Regions from separate parts of the Mus musculus genome. Here all the other regions are linked to region 2. Evidence: chromatin contacts called from public promoter capture Hi-C data. All regions are on one chromosome and are shown on one strand. Each heading gives the region's core, a stretch centred on a gene start, on an enhancer-like site or on the middle of the called end of the contact. The rest is flanking DNA. Distances are from core to core; before and after follow the strand shown. Region 1 holds the start of Lsm14b (LSM family member 14B). Region 2 holds the start of Polr3k (polymerase (RNA) III (DNA directed) polypeptide K). Region 3 holds the start of Ogfr (opioid growth factor receptor).

Region 1 (4,145 bases), core at 1,424-3,923, 1.8 Mb after region 2:
ATCTGACATTTTTACAAGGAAATGCCACTTTTAGGTGGAGAAAGGTTCCCTGAAGAGGGACAGCTGTGAGGCCAGAAACTATTTACACATCTCCAATGTGTCTTTCATCACCCGCCCAACAATCTGCCTCCGGGATGAATGCTCATGAGGACGGCCTGCCCCCACCCCTCCTCTAGTCTGGTCGTTACTTTCCCTGTTTTGAGACCTTGAATACCTATCCAAGCTTTCCAGAAATCTGACTTGGGTTCTCTCAAGTGCCAACTCTGCACCCTACCTGCTCCTACCTCTCTAAATATAGCTTCATCTTAGAACCCAGGGCAGTCTGAACTGGAGAAGCCAACGAAGGTCTAAACTTACAAAAGATAATAATCTAATTGCCCTTGTACCCACCCCTGTAATCCTGGGGTGTAACCTACCAGGCAGTCAGGCTTAGCTTAAGACTTTCAAATTTAGTGTCCGACAATAATGCATTACCAGAACAGAAAACTATTAGAGAACCAACCCCGTCACCCTCAAAACACCCGATGCGCCACTTATACTCTGCCACTCAAAGCTAGACTGCTATGCTCTAGGCATGCCAGGCCCAGGCAAGGCCACCAGCAGCAGCATCTGTACCTCACGCACAGCAAGCCACAGGTCTCTTTCCCTAGCGGCCCTCCATGCTGCGCATGTAACCCTGTAAGGTGTATGCTCTGCATGAATTAACCCCTTAGGAACAGAAACCGTCTAGGTGAAAACCAGGCCAGTGTTCACTAGAGGGCAATTCCTCAAGCTGAATGCTCCAAACAGATGACACCAACTTTCAAGGGGAAACCAGCCTCTCTTGTAAAGGCACAGCCACACAGAAGCGTCGACACTTACCTGAACAATAGCAGGATCCTGAGGGAGTGTATGTTGAGCTTTTGGAGGTTCGCACACAGTAATATCCTTGATATCACTTCCCCGGAAAATGATGTACTCATAAATTTCCTCTCTTGGGGGAGCAGGCCTGTCTGTGGGACGGTCTTCAGTACCAAAGGACCTCACTTAGGGGTTGAGAAAACGACAGTTAACTTGTTGTCCTGGGCCAAGCTTCTGACTACAGAGAGTGCCCTCTGACACAGCACTCTCTTCACAACTAACAGCTACTCGAGCTCGCTGACAATACCTATACAGCACCATGTGGCAAAGACCACAAGGGACAGTAGTTCAGGAATTGACATGAGAATTCCCGTAGAATCCCAAGCTTCACAAAGTTCCCTGATAATCTGTGAAAGCCCTCTGATGGGCAGAGCTCTTTGTAGAACCTCTTTTCTCACATCTGACTTTGCAGATGGACCCTTAGGCCCTCATCACAAGCTGCAGCTGAGGAGATTTTCTGAGGCAAGCACGAAATCTCCCTAGCCCTGGTACAAAGAACAGGCCATGGTTGCTGCAGAAACAAAGGGAACAAATCTCCAAACTCAGACCCCCAACATTAGTTTCTATGTTCATAAGGAAATCCTGGACCCAACGGACCCTCGACAGGATGGATCTAGGAAGGCTAGCACACCTCTCTTTGGCAAGACTCCTGGGCTGAGCTGAATCTGGTGGCAGGCTTTAAGTAGCAAACTCCTATTGTGGACAGGGGCCTACTCTGGGTCTGGTTCTCCAACAGGGGATCTCACGTCAAGTGCAGCATGAAGAGTTCAAGAGAACAAAAAGCCGGAACCCTGAGCCCTTCACTGCAGCACCAGTCTGGGTCTGTGCGCCTCGCTTCAAATAGGAGGTATGGCTAGGGTTTAGGAGAATGGCCCAGGACTGCAGCATGCTGGCTTCAGATTGGCCTCGAACCTCCCATCTGCACCCTCGAGGGTCTAACACGTTAACCCCGGGCGGGCTGCGGCGCTCACGCTTCTGGAGAGCCGAAGGAAACAAGCGCCCCATTTAACGCGGAGAAAGAAGACAAAGAAGCTCTGGGCCCTCACGCTGCCGCGACTAGCGCACCGACTCTGGACTTCTCTCATCAAACCAACCCCTCAAGTGGACAGGGTCGGGAGAGTTCAGAGCAGGACAGCCGCAGTTCAACCGACGCCCTAGCTCGGCGAGAGGCTGCACCGCGACTCGACGGGCGGTGGCTACCAAGGGGTTCCAAGGAGAGCGCGCCGGACCCGGGCCCCCCGCCTCGGCGCGCGTCTCGCCCCGCGAGGGCGTCTCGCAGGTGGGGAGGTCCACGGCTTCAAAGCCGCCCCACCCCCCGACACCGGCAGGATCCTGGTCCGCTCCTCCCACAGCCCCCGCCGAAGCGGGGAACACCATTGTGCGGGCAGGCGCGGGGCGGCGAGCTGTTGGGGCGTCAGTTGGGCGCGCGGCGGCGGCGGGCCGCTACCTTTGGCGAGCGCCACGGTGGAGTTGTCGGTGTCGATGGTGTAGAGGATGCCCTCATAGCGGATCTGCGCCTTGGAGATGAGGCTGATCTTGCTGCCCAGATACGGGGTGCCGGACGAGCCGCTCATGGCGGCGGCCGGGGCGCGCAGGGCGCGGGGGACCAGCGCCGGGCCCCGCCCGCTCCGCTGCCGCGCGGTGGCCTGGCCTCCCACTCCTGCGCAGCTCCGCGCCGCCGCCTCCGAGGCGCCTCCTGCCGCGCCTAGGGGCCTGCGGGCCACGAGCGAACCGGAGAGGGAGCAGAGCGAGGCGCTTAGCCCGAGTCTGAAGGGAGCGGGGGAGGAGCGCCGCCGCAGCCACATCCGGGGCCTCCCGCCACCGCGCGCCGCCCCCGTACGCTCGCAGCCTATTGGCTCCTCGCTGCCGGCTCCCTTTAAATATGGCCGCGCCGCAGGCGGTGGGCGGGGCCGCGCCTGCGCATTTGGAAGCTGCCGGCCGGGGACCTGCCTCTCCGGGTCTTCCCAGCCGGTTCCCGGCGGGCCTCGCTCACCGCTTCGGGGCCTGAGACTGAGCGGGCGGGGCGAAGCGCGCGTGCGCGGGGCAGGCGGGAGGCCACTGTTTGCAAACTCGGGGGCGGGGCGGGGGCTGGACCTGGAAGAGCGCCAGGCTCCTCCCTCCGCGCGTGCCGCTGGCACCCTTCTGGCCCAGGTGTTAATAGGGCGGAGTTGTCAGTCTTCCTTTCTTGTTTGTTGGAGCTGGACCCCGACAGCGCCGGGCCAGGTGCGTCTTCAGTCCCGCTTGCTCCCCGGGGCTAAGGAACCGGCAGGCGGGTGCTGCTCAGTTCTGCAGCGCTCACGGCGGGGGCGACCCTGAAATAGAAAGTGCAGGGGGAGCTCGGGGCAGCCCTGCGCTCCCAAGCCTGATATCCCTAAAATAAGCCCTGACTGTTTTGGGTGACTCCCGCCCGCGTGCGCGCGTCCTCAGACTGCGGCCCAAAGCCCAGCCCGCAGTATAAAATTGGGAGATTTCCCCCTAAATCGCTTCCCATTCTTGCGTTGCTGACTCCGCATCATGCATAGCGGGTAACTTTGTATGTATGAGCGCATGCTAATTTACAGTTAGTCTCCACCATCAGATTAGAGCCCAATATTAGTTACTATGAGAAATTTGGTGGCGATTGGCATTTTATAAACGTGAAATAGAATGAAAGAGGAGATAAGGGAACATCCCATATAGTGAAAACAAGTACTGTTTTGTGAAACAATTTCTCTTAAATGTGAGCCATAAAACGTACTTCTTACTGTAGTGACATCAACTTACCACCACTGCCGGAGGATGCTGGGAATAGTTGTGAACAATTTTAAATTTTAATATTTTCTTATTCGGTGCATGTGCATGTGTGTCCGTGTGTGCATATGTCACAACATGTGTAGAGGCCAGAGGACAGTTAGGAGTTCTCTGCTTCCTGGAAGCATATGGGTCCCGGAAATGGGTATTCAGGGGGTCACACTTAGCAGCAAATGCATTTACCCGCTGAGCCATCTTGCTGAGCCTGTTTTTTGTTTTGTTTTTTTGTTTTTTGTTTTCTTTTAGTTTTAGTTTTAGTTGTGACAGGGGTCTGTCTTACTCTTAGCTCAGGTTGGCGGGGAACTGACTGTGCAGCCCAAACTGGTCTCTAACCTCCTGCCTCAGTCTTCTGATGTGCCAAAATTTTGAGAATGAGCCACCACACTAGACACCCATAGTGGGACGACTTCCCCCAGTTTACAGAAGCAGAAACAAGCATAGTATGTGGGTGAATT
Region 2 (4,147 bases), core at 125-2,624:
CAGACAGAGCAGGAAGAAAAATCAGCCTAGTAAAACCTCACTCTTCTCTCATACCCCTCAGACACCTAATAATCCAACAGGAGTGACAGACATTTAACTGGGTATACCAGCACTCCCCAGGTCATTTTGGCTGCTTTCCTAAGTTTATCAGGCATCCTTCTAATTTCGAAATTATGTCACAACTCATCTTACCACAAATCCAGACTCTAAACTCCTACCATACAGCTCTAATGAGCAAACATTAAGAATGAGATGTCACCAAGGCCCAGTGGTGCACACCTGCAGTCACTGAGGTAAGGAGGAACAAAACAAGAGTTGAAGGGTACACAAAACACCAAGGGCTAGAAATACAGCTTTCTGGGCTCCAACACAAGCACCACACACACAAAATAGCAACAAGGATATAAAATATTAGAAGGCAATGCATTCTGTGAAAAATATAAAAGGAATGTGGATAAACTGAAAGTGCTGGGGTTTGGTTTGTTTCCTGTGCCTGTGCGTGCGTGTGTGTGCGTGTCTATGTGCTATGCAGCCCAGGTGAGCCTTGAACCTATTCTCCTGCCGCAGCCTCTCCAAGTGCTAAAATTATAGACATGCACAAACAGCCAGAAGGGCAGGAATCTAAATAAGGTAGCCATTATTTTAAAAGAGGAGAGGGAGAGAGAAAGGAAGAGGGAAACAGAGACGCATACATGCACACATACACGGGGGTAGGGGGTAAGGCGGAGAATGAATAAGTGTGATATGTGCCTGTGTAAGAATGACTCGGGCAAAAGGAAGGACCTAACAGTACTGCGTACATGGTGAAGATTCTCTAGAATAACGACAGGGGCTGGGAGCAAAAGAGCCACAAGAAGAACCCAAGGATTTCAAATCAGAGGCGAGGCGCGGACTGGTACGCCAAGGACAGCACGAGGGGAGTGTAGGTTTAAAAGGTATGAACTAAAATTCTCACAATTTTCGGAGTATCACAAAGTGGGCAACGGAGAGCTAGAGGGGGGTGGGGGGGCTTCGACGTGGCCGGAGCGACGCCACTGGAGCAGCGACTGCTGGACTTGGGGTACCACCGCAGCGAGAGCACAAAAGCCTGCAGGAAGGTCTGAGCGCGCCGACGCTTGCTGTGCCTCCCAGAAAGCAGAGAAGGCACCCGTCTGTGGAACTTACCTTACGGGTGATATTATGGACGTAGGGGCAAGTGTTGCAGGCGAAGCGATGGCAACGCTGCCCCTCCTCCACAATGAGTCCGTTCCCGCAGCCCGGGCAGAACAACAGCATACTGCCAGCTTCCACACCTCGCTTCTGTCTGGCGCTTCCGTGGTGCAGGCGCCCAATCAAAAGCCGTCTCACTTGCTCCGTAACTGGCAACCCGGGATCCTCAAGACGTTCCCAGTAGGCACTGCGGCGGGCAGCCTCGCACACTCCATTGGTCACCGCAGATAATCCTTTCCCATCCAGCCAATAGCATGCTGCCTGCACGCCCAGCCCTGTCGTTTCTGCGCGTGTGCACACGTCTCCCTAGCTGAAACGCCAAGAGGACTGGACCGATAATGCTGGCACCACCAGAGTACCCAGGTGAGAGGTTCTGGGTGATGAGGAGACACTTGCCGCACTCCGAGCCATGGACGTGTTACAGGAGGATCATGCTGCTCCGCAATATTCTCATCCGGAACGGACAGAAAATAACCAAATGTCCCAGGAACACTGTCCCCATTGTTAATACTACGTCTCAACTGCTGTCTGACTGACGTACGATATCCTATCTGGACCTGCCATTCCTCCATCTGGCCATTTCTTCACCTAGTTTCATTCTGCCCTTTCACTTACACAGCTAGACTCAACCCTGCAGGTAACAAATACCAGCAGCTCCTTTTCACAGACGTCCAGCTGACTCTTTTATCTCATTTCCTATAGACATTTATATTTCCCAGCTCTGGCTTCTCAGATTTCTTTGAAACTCCTTGCCTCTTTAATCCTCTGCAGTCATTCTGCAACATGCACATGTATGTGTGTGTTGTTTTCTGTTTGCTTTAACTATACACAAACTAAATATCCAGGGAGAGGAACCCCAATTGTGAAAATGTCACCATAAATTGACCAGTAAATAAGTCTCTGGGGGCATTTTCTTGAGTTAAAATTGGTAGGAGAGGGTCTAGCCCATTGGGGGCGGTGTCACCACCAAGCCAGTGGTCCTGGGTGATATAAGAAAGCAGAATGATGGGGCTGAAGAGATAGTTCAGCTGTTGCTTGTTCTTATAGTGAACACTGGTTTAATTCCCAGCACCAATATGGTAGCTCACAAACGTCCATAACCTCCAGTTCCTGAGAATCCAATGCCCTCTTCTGACCTCCGTAGGCACCAAGCACGTCTTTGGTGCACGAACAAGCATTCAAAAAAAAAAAAAAACAAACAAACAAAAACCCTCATACACTTAAGTAAGTCTAAGAACAAAATGGAGAGAGAGAAAAAAGCAATCTGAGAATCTGAGTAAATCATGAGGAGCAAACCAGTAAGCAGCATCCCACCATGGTAATGGCTTCTGTTTCTGCAGCAAGTTCCTGCATTGACTCCCCTAAACAATGGACTCTTGACATGTAAGCCAAATATTTATGGCTAGTTTTGTGTCAACCTGACACAGCTGGAGTTATCACAGAAAAAGGAGCTTCAGTTGGGGAAATGCCTCCATGAGATCCAACTGTAAGGCATTTTCTCAATTAGTGATCAAGGGGGAAAGGCCCCTTGTGGGTGGGACCATCTCTGGGCTGGTAGTCTTGGTTCTATAAGAGAGCAGGCTGAGCAAGCCAGGGGAAGCAAGCCAGTAAAGAGCATCCCTCCATGGCTTCTGCATCAGCTCCTGCTTCCTGACCTGCTTGAGTTCCAGTCCTGACTTCCTTGGTGATGAACGGCAGTGTGGAAATGTAAGGCAAATAAACCCTTTCCTCCCCAATTTGCTTCTTGGTCATGATGTTTGTGCAGGAATAGAAACCCTGACTAAGGCAAATTGGTACCAGCAGAGTGGGGTATTCCTGTGACAGCCTGACCATGTTTTGGGGAGGACTGTGGAAGGACTTTGGAACTTTGGGCTAGAAGATTCACTCAGTGTTAAGAGCTCTGTCAGATGTTGTGTAGGAGCTTGGAAGATAATGTTGAGAACAGTGCAGAAGATGGAGGCCTGGCTTGTGAAATTTCAGAGGGAAAATTAAAGACTCTTCAGAGCCATTGCTATTTTGGAGTTTGATTATTCTGTGGTTCTGGTTAGCTGGAGCTGAAGAATCAGCTGTGATTAACAAGATACCAGAACTACTAAAGCAAAATCTTTGCATTACTGGCACTATTGATGCTGGTTAGCTGGAGCTAAGAAATTAGCAGTGATTAAGAAGAGACCAGCATCGTTGAGGTGACATCTTCTGGGAAGTGTTTTCTGAAAGCACAAAGAAGTTGTGTTCCAGAGATAACCAAGGTTGTACTCCTGCTGCAGTGGGACTTGGTAATGTGTAAGGGTCACCCAGGTGGTACTGGTTTTGAAGGCATGAAGGGGTCACGCAGAGCAGCTGAGGCTCGGCACTGTGAGAGGCCATGGAAGGCCATTGGTGAAGGTGCAGCCTCAGTTGCAATTGACAGCCCAGGACTGAAGGGGTCATGCAGTGTTTTGGAGATGCCAGTACCATGAGATGACCACCAAGAGCAGCAGCAGTGGAGTACAGGCATCTGGAGCCTAGAGGATGACGTGTGTGCTACAAAGGGCATAGCTGAAGAAGTGGCCCAAGCCCTTGGAGGAGCCCAGAAGATCGTGAGTTGGATCCCAGACATTGGATGGTTGGAGATTGATTTTTGCTTTTGATTGTGACTGTGCCCTGATATTTTCCCTCTTTAAGGAAGGAAATATTTTAGTGGATCCCACAGTTAAGAGACTTTTAATTGTAAAAAGACTTTGGACTTTAAAAGATATTGGACATTTTAAAGGGATTGACTTTTAATATGTAAAGACTGTGGGACTTTTAAAGTTGTTTAGATCTTGGGGATGAATAAGAAACTAAGGGTTGAGGCTTACTAGTGATGTGTTTGTGTATCAAGTTGACAAGGGGTCAATTGTACTGGCTAGTTTTGTGTTAACTTGACACAGCTGGAGTTATCACAGAAAAAGGAGCT
Region 3 (4,344 bases), core at 70-2,569, 1.3 Mb after region 2:
GCCTAATCTAGCCTGCAAGCTGCCCAGGTGTGTGGCTAATGCTCTTCTGTCTTTAAGTCCCAGCTGCATCTCCTCCTTGGTCTGCTGGTCAACCTCATTTTGGTCCAAGATCTTTATGTGCCCCCACTCCAACCCTAGTCTCTGAGTACTGTAGTATTTCTCGTCCTATGATTCTGTGAATAGTCACTGGGCTGTATCCCCAAGGGGAGCTACTTTGCCAGCCACAGCCTCAAGAAAAAAACCTAGATGCCTCTGGATGGGTCTGATGGATGGGTGAATGAAGCCTCATCTTTGTAAACCCCTGCTTCTCCCTGGCCCAGTGTGACAAAGACACTGTGCCACCAGGCCTGGGATAGGCTCTTAAGTGACTACTGTTTCAGGTAGGATCTAAGACCTTTTGTGGAGAAACAGCAGTTCTATCAGAGCTTTTGGGAGGCCTTACCACCCACAGGAGGGGCCTGAGCCTGCACTACAAACCTGACTACCCAGCCTCAGCTTCATCCCAATGTGGTCAGGCAGAGGCTAGCTCTGGCCTGCCTGAGAGCTTCTCCAGATTCGGGGCTGCTTTCCCATACAGAGCAGACAACTAGAGATCGAAGCGATGGGGAGAATGGATTTTGGGGTCATAATCCTCACTCTCGTTTTTCTAGGTTCTCCATCACACCCGGAATCACAGCTATAAGCAGGCCAGTGCGTCTTACAGAACGCCACTGAGGTTTACATGCGGCTTGATACAAAAGTATAACGGAACATGCTCCGGGTGGCAACAAAAGTTACCAGAGCTAAGGGCAGATAGACAGACCCCTGCTCCCGGCGTCCTAGGCCGGGGTCACTTCTGAGCCAGTGGAGGCTGTCTGAAGTGGGGTAGGGGCTGAGTGTGGGGTGGAGGGAGGGCAACCTGAGGAAAGGCCACCCACGCAGGATGAGGCCCTGGGGCGCGCTCTGACGTCACCCACGGACGACCCCCATCAGTCGCTTCCTTGACGTCACCAGCGCTCGGTCCGCCAAGGCCTGGGCCCGGCGTCCCCCTAGGGGACAGCGGCCTGGGCCCGGCGATCACGGCCTGGCGTTGTCCTGTCGCCCTCCGGTCCTCCCGCACCGCACCTGGAACAGGCTTGGCCGTGCCTCCTCCGCGTCGCCGTCATCGTCGCCCGTGTCCTCATCGGTCGTATCATCCGCCTGGCCATCCTCGCCGTCCTCCTCGCTCTCGTCCTCCCAGGTGGAATCGCATTCCGGGTCGTCCATACTCGACAGGCTGGACCCGCTTTCCGCGGAAAGGAAAGTGAAAGAGGAGGAAGCGCGGGGGCGGGGCGGCGCCAGGTCCCGCCCACCGCTCAGTTTCCGCCCTTGCGCGGAGTCCCCCAGCAGGGGCTGCTACGCTCGGAGCTAGGCGGGAAGCGGTGTCCTGGAGAAGGCAGTGCCCCCCGCCCCCCGCCCAGAAGGACAACCCTGGAGGCGCGTGCACCGGGATTCCTGCCTCTATCCCCTCCGGGAAGACGCACCACTTTGGACTCAGCCCCAGGTCCGCCCCCTTGAGATTTCACTTCCCTGCAGACTATCCAGAGAGGGATGCTAGGAAGGTTTCTCTTCAGTCCTACGGGAAGTGCCTCTTCCTGCCAGCCGTCTGGGTGCAGGTTCCTAATCTTTGTCGACCTGTCTAACTGCAGATCTTCCTGGCTGCCCTCTGTATAGCTCACTTTGTATGTGTGTGTGTGTGTGTGTGTGTGTGTGTGTGTGTGTGTGTGTGTGTGTATCTGTGTGTGTTTGGCTGCCCAAGGACACCAGAGGTCGGTATTGAGTATTTCCTGAGTAGCTTGTTCACACTTTCATTCAGGGTTAGGGTTAGGGTTAGGGTTAGGTACCTGGAGTGCATAGGTTACTTGAGGTTGCTAAGCAGCAAATCCCTGGGACACTACTGTCTCTGCCTCCCCAGCACCGTAATTACAGTTACACACCACCAAGCGCAGCTTCTAGGTGGTAATCAAACGCAGGTTCTCCTGTTATCAAGGCTTTTGTTTTTGTTTTTGTTTTTGTTTTTGTTTTTTCCCAATTGAGCCAGTTCCACACTCCCTCTGCTTTGTGAGTTCAGTCCCACTCCTGCCCACTGCAGATTTCCTGGGCTCATGTGGCTAGGTAGCCTTTGGATGTTAGGTGGCCTCTACTGCCGACTGTGGCCATGAGCTCGACCTTGTTATGTAACATACTGTTTGAAGCAAGAAAGCAATGGAAGGTAAGGGAGACATGGGTGGGCAGCAGGGTAAAGGACCCTAAGTCCACCATGGTTGAAGTTTCTCACCAGTTGAGAGTTCTCAATTCTAGGATAGTTGACAAAATTTGCTTTAAGACTGCCTACATAGAGAAAATAATCCTTTTATATAGCCATATTCCAAATAATGTTAATCAGGCTTATATGTATATGTTTATGACCTTCAAGTGTGGCCTTCTTTACTAAATTCGAACCTGTAACATTCTGGGAATCTCAAGGTGAAAACATATTGTCTCTATATATTTATAGAGTATAACAATAACTATAACAATGCAGTATGTAACAGAGACTACAGTATGTTAAAGTTCCATAGTTCCTTGAGTTGGAACCTCAGAAACCACCAAAATCAGACTGGTGGGCCACTGTGGAGACTCCCTCAGCCTGGGACCCAGACAGTATAAAGCAAAGACTGATGGGCCACTGTGGAGACTCCCTCAGTCCCTGGGACCCAGACAGTATAAAGCAAAGACTGATGGGCCACTGTGGAGACTCCCTCAGTCCCTGGGACCCAGACAGTATAAAGCAAAGACTGATGGGCCACTGTGGAGACTCCCTCAGTCCCTGGGACCCAGACAGTATAAAGCAAAGACTGATGGGCCACTGTGGAGACTCCCTCAGCCTGGGACCCAGACAGTATAAAGCAAAGACTGATGGGCCACTGTGGAGACTCCCTCAGTCCCTGGGACCCAGACAGTATAAAGCAAGAACTGACTTATGAACGTTGTCTCTGATCTCCACATGTGCACCCATACAAATATATATGCTTGTTAAATTAAAAAAAAAATGTAAACTCTGTGGCTGCCTCTGATCTCATCCCCTCTGCTTCCGACACCAACCATGCTCAGGCTGGGACCTGGTTAAAATGCCATTAGATAGGGAAACCGTGCATGGGGTGTTAGTGGGTGCTTGGGACAACTCAGAGTTGTGCCTTGGGTAGACACCCCCTCTCCCACAACTGTCCTAGGAAGCTGAAAGATGGATGTGCCGTGGACTGACAGTAATATTTGCAAGAGGCAGTATGCCATGCTGCCTGGAGCTAAGTGCAGTATACATAGACCCAGCTGTCAGTGACATCTCTCATAGGGACATAGGGACATGCCTGTGAGCCACAAGGTCAGAACAACTCAGGAAGGCAGCAGGTTTGAGTTTAGATTGGGACACTGGGCTGTTGGGGATCAAATGGAAAATAATAGACTCAAGGCAAATGCCTTGACCAGGCCCACCTGCATGCTTTCATGCCCCTAGATTGTTCTTTCAGACGGGTTTAGAAGAGTGAGCCTGACCAGAGAGGGCTGCCATCCTGATCGTCACATACTGCTCGACAGGGTCATCGCCATCTGCTCCCCATTTCTCCTGCTAGCGCTGGATTCAACAGCTAGGCTTCTTCCACAGAACAAGCCTCTAGGAGTGGACACTGGGTAGGGACAGGGTGGAGTAGCCCCAAGCATTTCCCAAAACAAACTGTAACACTGCTTTCCGTCTCTTGCACTGAACACACGAGCACTGGTCTAGGTCTGACCATAGTCTACAGTGCTGCACTTGATCTCAGGGCTGCAGGCCTTTACATTCTGCCCAATCCCAGTAGGCTGCAGGGAACTGTTCAATTAGGACCTTGTCCAGGCTCTAGGGAGAGAGACCCAGAGACCCCCCCACTGCTGGTCATTCCTAGAAAACGACAGGCTAGACTAGGTCAGCTCTCCTGTGTCAACTCAGGATGCTCTATGCCAGGAAGCTGGGTCTAGTGGTACACTTATGGTAACCCAACTGCCCTGACTAGAAGTGAGTGGCTGGTGTGGGCCAGCTTAGTTCTCATTGCCTGGGGCCCTGCATATGGCAGCAGGGATTTCAGTCGCAGGCAGTAGTCAAGATGGTCTGGAGAGGACACTGTGCCCATCCCACCCAACAGCTGGACTTGGCTATGGAAGGACAACAGGCAGCAGCCAGGTAGCAGGGGTTGGGTTTGGGGGTTAGAGGTGGGTGTCCTGCAAGTCACTGATGAAGGCTCATAACCTTCATCACTGCATCCAGTGATGCCAAGAAGTCATCTTGAGTGCACTCTACGGTTATGAATCCTGGAG

Evidence for each region. Promoter capture Hi-C pulls out the DNA fragments that hold promoters and counts their contacts. Capture Hi-C pulls out chosen DNA fragments and counts their contacts.
Region 1: a promoter capture Hi-C map of pre-B cells shows a contact between it and region 2, with 2.6 times the contacts expected there. The contact joins the promoter of Lsm14b here to the promoter of Polr3k in region 2. A contact is called at or near these places in 1 of 39 promoter capture datasets (pre-B cells) and 1 of 9 other capture datasets (liver).
Region 3: a promoter capture Hi-C map of adipose tissue shows a contact between it and region 2, with 6 times the contacts expected there. The contact joins the promoter of Ogfr here to the promoter of Polr3k in region 2. A contact is called at or near these places in 2 of 39 promoter capture datasets (erythroid cells and liver), 1 of 484 Hi-C or Micro-C datasets (CD4 T cells), 1 of 115 datasets of contacts at active chromatin or transcription factors (large pre-B cells) and 1 of 9 other capture datasets (adipose tissue).

Annotation. Positions count from the first base shown.
Region 1 is chr2:180,023,515-180,027,659 of GRCm38.p6, reverse strand. Lsm14b (LSM family member 14B) reads right to left here and starts at 2,673. Exons shown (of 10, transcript NM_001372364.1): 1 at 2,348-2,673; 2 at 862-1,025. The coding sequence starts at 2,474.
Region 2 is chr2:181,861,587-181,865,733 of GRCm38.p6, reverse strand. Polr3k (polymerase (RNA) III (DNA directed) polypeptide K) reads right to left here and starts at 1,374. Exons shown (of 3, transcript NM_025901.3): 1 at 1,165-1,374. The coding sequence starts at 1,275.
Region 3 is chr2:180,586,382-180,590,725 of GRCm38.p6, reverse strand. It overlaps Ogfr (opioid growth factor receptor), which reads right to left and starts at 1,319. Exons shown (of 7, transcript NM_031373.3): 1 at 1,105-1,319. The coding sequence starts at 1,245.